2 separate regions of the Danio rerio genome follow, and region 1 is linked to region 2. Evidence: chromatin contacts called from public HiCAR-type data. All regions are on one chromosome and are shown on one strand. Each heading gives the region's core, a stretch centred on a gene start, on an enhancer-like site or on the middle of the called end of the contact. The rest is flanking DNA. Distances are from core to core; before and after follow the strand shown.

Region 1 (5,324 bases), core at 2,024-4,523, 600 kb after region 2:
GATGTGATTGTGATTACAGGGAGGACATCAGGGATGTTAGAGTCTGATGCATGATATATGCTGCTGTCTTTTGGCTTGTTACACAAGAGCTGTTCGCAGCCATAAAAGACCGACAAGAGTTCAGTCACCCACAAAAACAGCACACAGACAAGAGTGCAATGAATCAGCATGTTGAATGACACATGAAGCTTCCGTTTTTTGATTACAAAAGCTAAAGCAAAACATAAAGTCAGTATTGCTGAGATATTAACCAGAAATCCGAAGTCAAACACAAAATCTTTTGCGACTTGACTTGCCAAGGTTTGGATTCCCCTGCCAAACTGAACTATTCTTTGGTTGTCCTCTGTTTTAGCAAATCCTGCAAATCCCAAGTAGCCCTGTCTGGCCTCAATGTCAGCATAGTTTGTCACAACTGACACAACAGTCTCTGTGTCATTAAGAGTCACTGATATTTTTACTCCGTTTTTACTGTTGTCAATGAATCTGCAGTCTGAGACCTTGACATAAGGGCCATGCATCAAGTAAGCCACCCTTGTGATGGGATTCTCCATGCGAAAGGTCACGTTTATGAACTGTGTCCATCTCTTTTTGAATTCGGCAGCTTGTTCAGCTTCTTGTATCCTGGCAACAGGACTGGATCCTTGCACGTCCAGCCAAAACATTTTGTAATGTGCGTCCCACACATCCATCAAAGCCCCATTGTATTTCCCAAATGATCTGTGAGGAACGTACCTGAAATCAATGTCTAGGTTGTGAAAAAAGGCACTAAAAGAACTGAGAGGAGAGTGCTCGTGTTTTTCGATGTGATCCAGTACAAGCAACGTTTGAGAGTTGAGAAGTACAAGTGACCTATACACACTCTTTAGCTTCATGGCAGATGAATAGGCTGACACAGACTCTCCACTCACAAATAACATGTCCTGATGTGACACAGCAGAGATGACCTCCCCGGCTGTATTGCCGACTTCCTTTTCTCCCCATCGTAGCCACTTTGAACATTCCCCCAACTGTCCTTCCCATGGCTCATTACACTGACTGGTGGGTGAGGGGGCAAATACCAGCACATTATTAAGATAGCTGTACTTAGGTCCATACAAGGCCTCAGAGACAAACACCTGTCCATTTGGTGCAAAAGTGAAGGAGTTTTGATCAGGGTGCTCGTGCCCTGGGTTGAAGTTCATCCAGCCATCTACCCAAGAGTAAGGTTGAGCGTGGACTATATCGTAGACTGCTCGTCCTCCTAATTTTCCAGATTTAAATGAGACAAAGGTATTACCCTGAGCTCGAGTTAACCCTGCTCCATATGTCACCACACCCCAGTTGGAGAAAATATGCATGGCTGCTTTGTTAAAGTCAGACGGAGGCTGCGGAGTTAACTCAGAATTATACCATATGTACTCTGTATGTAAAGTAGCCCAGCGTTGAGCTGCTGATTGCATCATGGGGCCGTCTTTAGGACGATGCTTCCTAATTTGCTCTGCCAGCCAGTTTCCTGAGCCATTCCGGAGCACGTATGCATCCAGAAACACAAGCTGGCTCTCTGGCCCATAGAACCAGTTGTAATTAGAGTCTGCGATGCCAACAGTTCTTTGAAATCCAGGAAGCAGAGTGGCGAAGTAAAACATAAAATGAGCTCTAAGCCAGTTGTTCTGCATGTTGTCTATCTGAAAATGACGCAACGCTAAGTAAACATACTGAGTGATGGATTTTGCCGTGTAGCTACCATACGCAACACCTTCATCAAGAGAGCCATCAACGATGTGACTGAGGAGAAACATGGTCTTTTCCATGTAGTTTACTGATATTTGTTTCCATATCATTGTCTCGGGATCATTATGTTCCCCTGCCACAAGAGCACCAATTAGGATGGCTAGTATGTTAGTTGTCTGGTGGTTCTGCAGAAACTGCTTTCCCCATCCCCTGTGCTTGGAGAGCTCGAAAAGCTCCTCGGTAACAGAACGTATTTTTTTGAGATATCGCAATCTTCTCCGGGTATCAAGAAAGGGGTAAATGAAATCATATGCTGTGGCAAAACCAGTGAGAGAGTGGGCGATCGGAACCTCATCATTTGGAGCACTGGACACCATCCAATCTGGATATTCCACCATTCTGTCCATGTACTCAATCAAAAACTGAGAGGCGGCAGCATCCTCAGGTTGAAGCAGGCAATATAGTGCAAGAGGAGGCAAATTGTTGCCATAAATCTCATTCCATTTCTTGCCGAAATCCTCATGGTTCAATGGAGGCTGGTAAACAGCTGCATTAGATAACATAATAGAAACAGCATTTCGAATCACTTGGAATATGCGTCTATGTGTAGTGCTGGCCCTCTTTTTCATTAAACGCACCTCAGTATGATCAAAGTATAGCTTGGGGTGAAGGTGTTCTGACAATGTGGCATTGTCTCTTTGGTGCTCATTCAGAGACACATATCTGTCTGAGGCAGATGAAATTCCACAGAAAGCAAGTCCCACTGCCAAGACACAAAGCAGAAACGCAGACCTCTGCATGTTCTCCATGATCCAAGAAACAGATGTGGTGCTTTTTCTCTTCGAAAGCTCCTCCTCTGAAGCGCCCAGAAATGTTTTTTATTAGTCCAATTTGAACTCACATGTCGGGCTGCAGATATTTTTCCTTTTCATGCACAAAAAGTGTCAATATAGAAGAATAGGCAGTGAATAGGAACTATTCACAATTCTGTGAGAAAACATGCTTTACATTCCCATATATGGACATCCGTGAAAACTTGATGTACCCACGCAAAACTTCCTCATTTGTTTGAACGCTGTTGTATTTGTTTGAATAGAAATGTCATCAACCTCGCGGATATTTAAAGCATTATTTGAGCTAAGTGACAACGGAAATGTCATAAATGCAGATGTGTTAAATAAACTTCCGTTGTTAGTATCCTGTTTCCCGCGAGTCCTGTGGAGTTTTCCAGAGAAAGTTGCTGCGTTCGTCAGTAACTCTTCACAACACCATGTCACGGTTAGCGCCTTTTACTCAACTTGTGACACGAAAAGCGAGATAATCCATTAATCCACTTTGAGGTGAGGGAAACCGCTTGCTGGGACGATCCTATGTAGTGATGTTTCCTCTTTAAGCATACGACCAAAGACCATAAGCAGAGTTCAGAATGCTTACCGGCCATTTCAATGTCTCTTTGTAGGTTTAATGATAAGGTTTTATCCATCATGTTCATCGTCCGCCACAGAACTGGCTCATCTTCATCAAGACAAATCGTTTTCCTATCTTCCTAGTAATCTAATAGCTTAACTATTGCTTCTGCATTGGTAATTTTTAATGTGGTCAACAGATGGCGTCGTAATATCACATTGAGTGGCTCTATTAGGCAGTATTTTCGCTATTCTTATCACTTGGCTTATAAATAATTAATCAAATGGAATTACTATCTACTATAAAGTAGTTTAATAGGTATGATTTATTGTATTAGAGTCATGTTGACTCTGAAGAAGAGAGTGTGTCCTCTTTCACTTTCAATTGTTTCAATTCAATTCAAAATTGCTTTATTGGCATGACTGTAATTGATACAATGTTGCCAAAGCTTAAAATAGAAGGACAAATATAAAACTACAATAACATATCAAAATAAAAGAATAGAAACAAAATATCATAATGATTTAAAAATTAAATAAACAATGTAAGGAATAAAAATGTGCACATTGTTATTGCAAAATGTAATGCAATGTAATTGCGTTGTGGTACATAGACACCACATTCACACACTCAGTTGAATCAGAATTATTAGACCCTTTTTATTTTTTTATTTATTTTTTTACATTTTCACAGTGTGTCTAATGCTTTATCTTCTGGAGAATTATTTGTTTTATTTCGGCTAGAATAAAATCAGTTTTTAATTAAAAAAAAATTTTAGGGCCAAAATTATTAGCCCCTTTAAGCTAAATTTTTAAAAATAGTCTACAGAATAAACCATCGTTATAGAATAACTTACCTAATTATTCTAACCTGCCTAGTTAACCTAATTAACTTTGTTGGGCATTTAAATGTCACTTTAAGCTGTGTAAAAGTATCTAGAAAAAGTATCTATCTGTGTAAAAGTATCTAGCGGCCAGTGCTGCTGTCTGTCCCTGTCTGTTTCATTTGTTTCTCTTCAGTCATTTTGAGAAAGGTTCTTAATGTAGTTTGTTGAAATATGTGTCTCAGATTGCTTTAAAGTGTTGGCAGTGAAGGAGAAAGTGCACCTCCGTCTCGATCTCACCTGTCCTTATGAACACACACTCTTTGTTCTGTGGGTCTCCAGCTCTTTCTGTGTCTGCCGGTGTCCTGACATTTTAGTCTACCCATCAGATTATGCTACCAACACTGTATTCGAATGGATTTGAGGTTGGAGTTAGGGATTAGGTAGGTTAGGGCGATATTATAGTTCATATCACACTACTCCACATTAAAATTACACTTGTAGCAAAATCTGATCGTTAGCAAGATGCATCATCAAAATTTGCTACCTACTTTTTAAATGGGAGGTACTGTAGGACAATCTGACGAGGACAACACCAGTCCCTATGGCCAGTCTGTGTTCACTGAGCTTGTATTTGGGCAGGATCTGCCTTTGCTTTTTGTTTGTGGATATTCTTTCTATTCATAATTTAATTTGATCATCAGATAGAGTTTCAATTTACTTCGTGTTTTAGTTTCTATGACCATATGTTCCAAATGTGTATTTTTAGATTGTTTGATAATGTGATTTATTTAGATGTTTGTGTGAGAAGCAGTGCTGGTCTGGTACTGGTCAGGGTTCAACCCTTGAAATGCAGCGATTCTGTGGGACTTGATTTTAGATGCATCCTGAATTAGAGAGATCTTTTTTTCTATATTAATAATCAATGAGAATCTGCCTAATTCTGCCCTACATGCAGTTTTGCGTGTTCATTCATTCATTTTATTTTCGGCTAAGTTAATTAATCAGGGGACACCACAGAGGAATGAACCGCCAACTTATCCAGCATGTTTCACGCAGCAGATGCCTTTCCAGCTGCAACCCAACACAAGAAAACACCTGTACACTATGGCCAGTTTATCTAATTCAATTTACCTGTACCGCATGTCTTTGGACTGTGCGGGAAACCGAACACAGAAATGCCAACTGACCCAGCCAGGGCTCGAACCAGCGAAACCTTCTTGTTGTGAGGCGATTGTGCTACCCACTGCGCCACCGTGGCACCCACCATCGGGTGTTCTTCTTTGTAATTTAGGATCATTCTGCAGAATTCGTGTGTGAAGGGCTTTTTATACTTTTTTTTCATACGTTTTTTGAGTATACACATTTGCACATGCTAAAGAGA
Region 2 (4,713 bases), core at 2,099-4,598:
TAAGTAAACATTTAATAACTGACCGACTGACTTACAATCTTCCAGTTGCTGAGACAGTGGAGAAGAACTCGACCATTGGCATCCACATTGCTGCTTTTAGTGTTGATCACCATGGAGGGTGAAGGGCAGACAAAACACCTAGGTGGGTTTTTCGGATGGGTCTCGTGGATCCAGATGCATACTGGAATATTGTACTTGCCACCTTTGTAAAAATGTGAGACATATTTTAACTGTTTCAGCCAAAAGAGGAATTGAAAAAAATAAGTTATATTAAAGCTACTCAAACCAGCTACCTTCATATGCGACAGGAACTGTGCCACCCAAATAAACCAACTTCTTCTTATCGTTGTTGGGATAGACTGTAGAAAGAAAAGAGACTTGATTTTAGGAAATACATATGCAAGAAAATGTTTAATTAATGAAAAAACAAATATATAAAATGAACAAGAATGAATTTAAACAATTCGTTTAAAATAGCAAATTAATTTGAAAATTAAGCAAGTGACTTAATGAACAAATTATGAATTAAAAAAAAATCTACAATTTTACTCATACAATATTATTTTATATTTGTTGAACTGTTAAACCAATATCACATTTGTAATGTGTATAGAGCAAACGGAACTGTTGTTTGTGTGGTTTTACTTGGTTTTAAATAGGTATGTATCCTATTTATAAAAACTCCTATTGTATCATCAACACAAGAAATACAACAGCAAGAGCAATACAAAGGAAAAAGTAACTAACAACTATGAAATGAGGTGGATGCAATTTAATAATGAAAGTAGTTACATTGGAATATGTTGTGGGTTTCTCTGAGTAAACTTTAATGTAAAATAACATTTAAAAGAGGAAGTTTTTGGACATCAACATATTGTTTACATACAGTGTGCAAGGATGTTTTAGTCATGTTTTAGTCAGTTTAAATGGTTTTGTGTGTATGCAGATATCTTTTGAGATGACTCCTTGCTTACAGTATTTATTTTTTATTTTTTTAGAAAAAGGCAAAAAAAAAAAAAAGATTGGATAGAAAAAACTTTGGCTTGGTGTAGATGCAGCCTCTGTCTCATGGAAAGAGGGCTTTGCAAACCTGACAGAACCTGGCAGCTTTTAGATCCAGAATTGTGATTGGATGACAGTGTGAAGGATAAATATTTTACCATGATAATTAATTTTCAAAATCAATTGCAGATTAACCGAGGTATTGTGCTAAAACATACAGACCAAACATCATATACTTGAAATCAGAATTATTAAAACTCCTTTGAATTTTTTTTTTCTTTTTTAAATATTTCCTAAATTATGTTTAACAGAGTGTTACAGTATGTCTGATAATATTTTCTTCTGGGGAAAGTCTTATTTGTTTTATTTCGGCTAGATTAAAAGCAGTTATTAATTTTTTAAACACCATTTTAAGAACAAAATTATTAGCCCCTTTAAGATATATATTTTTAAGTCTACAGAACAAACTATCATTATACACTAACTTGCCTAATTACCCTATCCTGCCTAGTTAACCTAATTAACCCACTTAAGCCTTTAAATGTCACTTTAAGTGGGGGGCGAAAATTCAGGTGGGCTAATAATTAAAATTTTAACTGCACACACACACACACACACACACACACACACACACACACACACACACACACACACACACACACACACACATATATATATATATAGTGCCCATTTTTGTAATGTAATTTCCTTTGAAGTGTGAAGATCTTCCCTTATTTTGTGTTTTCAAGACACAGTAAAAACTAGTTGGACGAGTTGGTGACAACAAAATGAATTAGGTTAGTCTGTTATGCAGATATTGTACTTCCTCTGTAAATAACAATTATACTCATGCAGCTCCTGAGTGAGAGAAACTAAGTCTATTTTCTACACTTTGATCTTCTACAGTTTAATCTTTAGGAAAAGGCAGCTTCACCTTGTCTGTTGTTATTGTTCATTTAGAAACTTGATCCAATTGATGTGAACCTTTTCAAAGGTTGCTATGAAAATCAGTGATATTGTATGAGCATTTCTCCTTTACTATCATTAAAAACATCACATTTACAGTTGACCTTGTATGTGTGAAATTATGGGCACTGAGGTCTCATTTTTTTGTAACAGTGACTTTTTATTTACAGCTGAAATTTGGTTCTGATAATTCTTTAAAATGTAAGTCTGTGGCTAATGGCCCTTTGAGAGTCAACAACAAGCACCACAAAAAAAATCTGATAGAGCAAATTGCTGTGGCTTCTGGTGATACTGACATTATGGTCTTATAAAGAAAAAAATGACTGGTCTGAGTAAGAAAATGAACATTATATTCAACATTAAATATTGATGCTCCATAAGGCAAAATTAAACTCAACTGGGAATCAAGAAAACTCTGCACATTTTATGATTCTCTCTTATCTGATGCACACATAAAGTTCAGTTCACACACACACACACACACACACACACACACACACACACACACACACACACACACACACACACACACACACACACACACACACACACTAAAGTGCAGAGAGGCGGCTCCCCAGCCAGGACTGAAGTTGAGAGCTGCTTCTCAAGATCAATACATGTTCATTGGGCTCTGCTGCTATACCACTAATGTGCTTTCAGAAAAGAACTTACGATAATAGTCCACGTATAACTGGAGATGTGGGAAATCTGCAGACAAATTTCTGATGTCTTCAAGCACTTCATCTGGGTAGCAGTAACTACACTATTACGAGAAAATGAAGACAGTGATGAGTAAACAAGATGATCCTGAGGCAAATCAACTTCAAAATGACATAGTTCCCATATAACATGAGACCAAATTAAGTTAATGTTACCATATTAACATGACCATGCCTACCAACACCATAAAGACAATCATAGGATATACAACAATACTCTGGTAGTCTGCAATTTAATCACCACTACCAAAAATAAAGTAAACAAACTGACAGCAGGTTCTGAAACCAGACCCCCATATTTTCTCACAAGGGTGTTTATCGTGATATTTATTACCGGACAGCTATCTTTTCTCGTACTGAAATATCTAGTTGAAAATGCCATCCGGCAAAGTTTTCATCTTAATACTACACTACCGGTAATTAGCTTGTTAGCCCAAGAACCAAGCTGCCTCGCTAGTGTTGACAGTAAACCTACCTCGAGAAGTGTTTGATAGTTCAGTTCTGCTGAAACGCGCGACATCCTCTAACAGCACGAGCACTGCTCATGCATTCATCGTCAAGTAATTTTACAATATGAACGGGAAATCATATCTGTTGCGTCTTCCATCACTTAAGTTTACATGCCATTCAGTCAGTTTTGGTTTCTTCAGATCATGAACGTCGCTACGTCTCGTTACTGAAAGTTCAAATCTGGTCTCAGCAGTCCGCCATATTGAGTGTGGCAGGAAAGAGCTTTTCTTTAGTGTTTTTGCTGTGTTTGGTGCGTTTTTGAAATGTTTGTGGGTTTGCTGAATTGAATTTGGGTTCCGGCCAATGACATGGAAAACGAGCTTAAATGTAAGTACACTTAAATACATATTCCTGATTACATAGCCTAATATGGTAGTAAACAACGTTCTTTGCTGCAGTACCACTGGATGTCAGTATAAGACATCAAATCTCCCCTTCACTGCACTGGCGCTGCATCCATGTCCTTCACCCAGAAGTACAGTACCAACAAATGAAAAGCACTGAGGAATTTACAGTCTATGGTTTATCTGTTATGTGGGTTAACTGTTGGTTTTACTATTATTTAGCCATTTTTTTCTCTTCAGCGTACAAAACTTTAGAAATTGCTTTATTTTATTCATCAAAATGAAATAATTTATTTTATCACTTTTAGTAAGCATTGTGAAAGAAGTATTTTATTTACATCGCTGAAAAACAATCATTATGTCATTTTATTCATATTTGACATTGATAAAAAAAAATTGTAGCTATGTGTGTGTTTGTGTGTGTGTAACCTGAAGATTCTCAGTTTCGTGATTTACTAGATAGGCTATGTGTTTGTGTAAAATGTTAAAATTTGTTGTATACAACGTTCTTGTAACATAAAAAAGATACTATTAGCTTTTAAAACAAATGGAGTATTTCCCAGAGATGGGTTGCACCTGGAAGGGCATCTGCTGCATAAAACGTTTGTTGTTTTAGATATTAATTAGGCACAACTTATACATTCTATAGTAAGTACATGTGTAACAAGAACAATGTCCTTGCTGTAACAGCAAAATGTCCTTGTTACCAGGCATGCTTTATCTCAAAGATTAATGGTCATGCTTCTTAAAACCATGTAATTGCGTTTCCGAACTCGCCTTCCTTCATAAAAATCTATTACTCAGATATTCTGAGAAAGAAATCATCTGATTCAATGGCCATCTCATGGTTTCACAGTGACAGACAGCATCCAGAATTTAAGCTCCATGTAGTTGGCCAAAACAATCTCAGCTATCCTACCGAGATAACACAGACTAATTTCCAGAGTTATTTCCCATCCTCCAATTTCTTTTTTTTTTCTCTTTTTTTGTGAACCCATGAGGTGACCAAGAACACCGTGCAGAGTGGGTGGACAGACAGGCCACAGAAAGGACTGTGATTTATGATGGAGAGGTAAGATTAGAGACACAGTGAAACGAATGTAGTTGTCACTCAATTGTGATGGCATGACCTGGGTTTCTACTGATGACAATGTCTACCTGCCATGTGTGAT

What was found. HiCAR-type assays count read pairs that join an accessible place to other places.
Region 1: a HiCAR-type map of caudal fin shows a contact between it and region 2, with 10 times the contacts expected there. The contact joins the promoter of dsela here to the promoter of si:dkey-181m9.8 in region 2. A contact is called at or near these places in 2 of 18 Hi-C or Micro-C datasets (caudal fin and embryo) and 2 of 4 datasets of contacts at active chromatin or transcription factors (caudal fin and embryo).

What each region holds. Positions count from the first base shown.
Region 1 is chr2:30,652,900-30,658,223 of GRCz12tu, forward strand. dsela (dermatan sulfate epimerase like a) reads right to left here and starts at 3,274. Exons shown (of 1, transcript XM_691410.8): 1 at 1-3,274. The coding sequence starts at 2,519.
Region 2 is chr2:30,056,608-30,061,320 of GRCz12tu, forward strand. It overlaps si:dkey-181m9.8, which reads right to left and starts at 3,349. Exons shown (of 21, transcript XM_690941.11): 1 at 3,163-3,349; 2 at 2,641-2,731; 3 at 294-359; 4 at 36-202. The coding sequence starts at 3,207.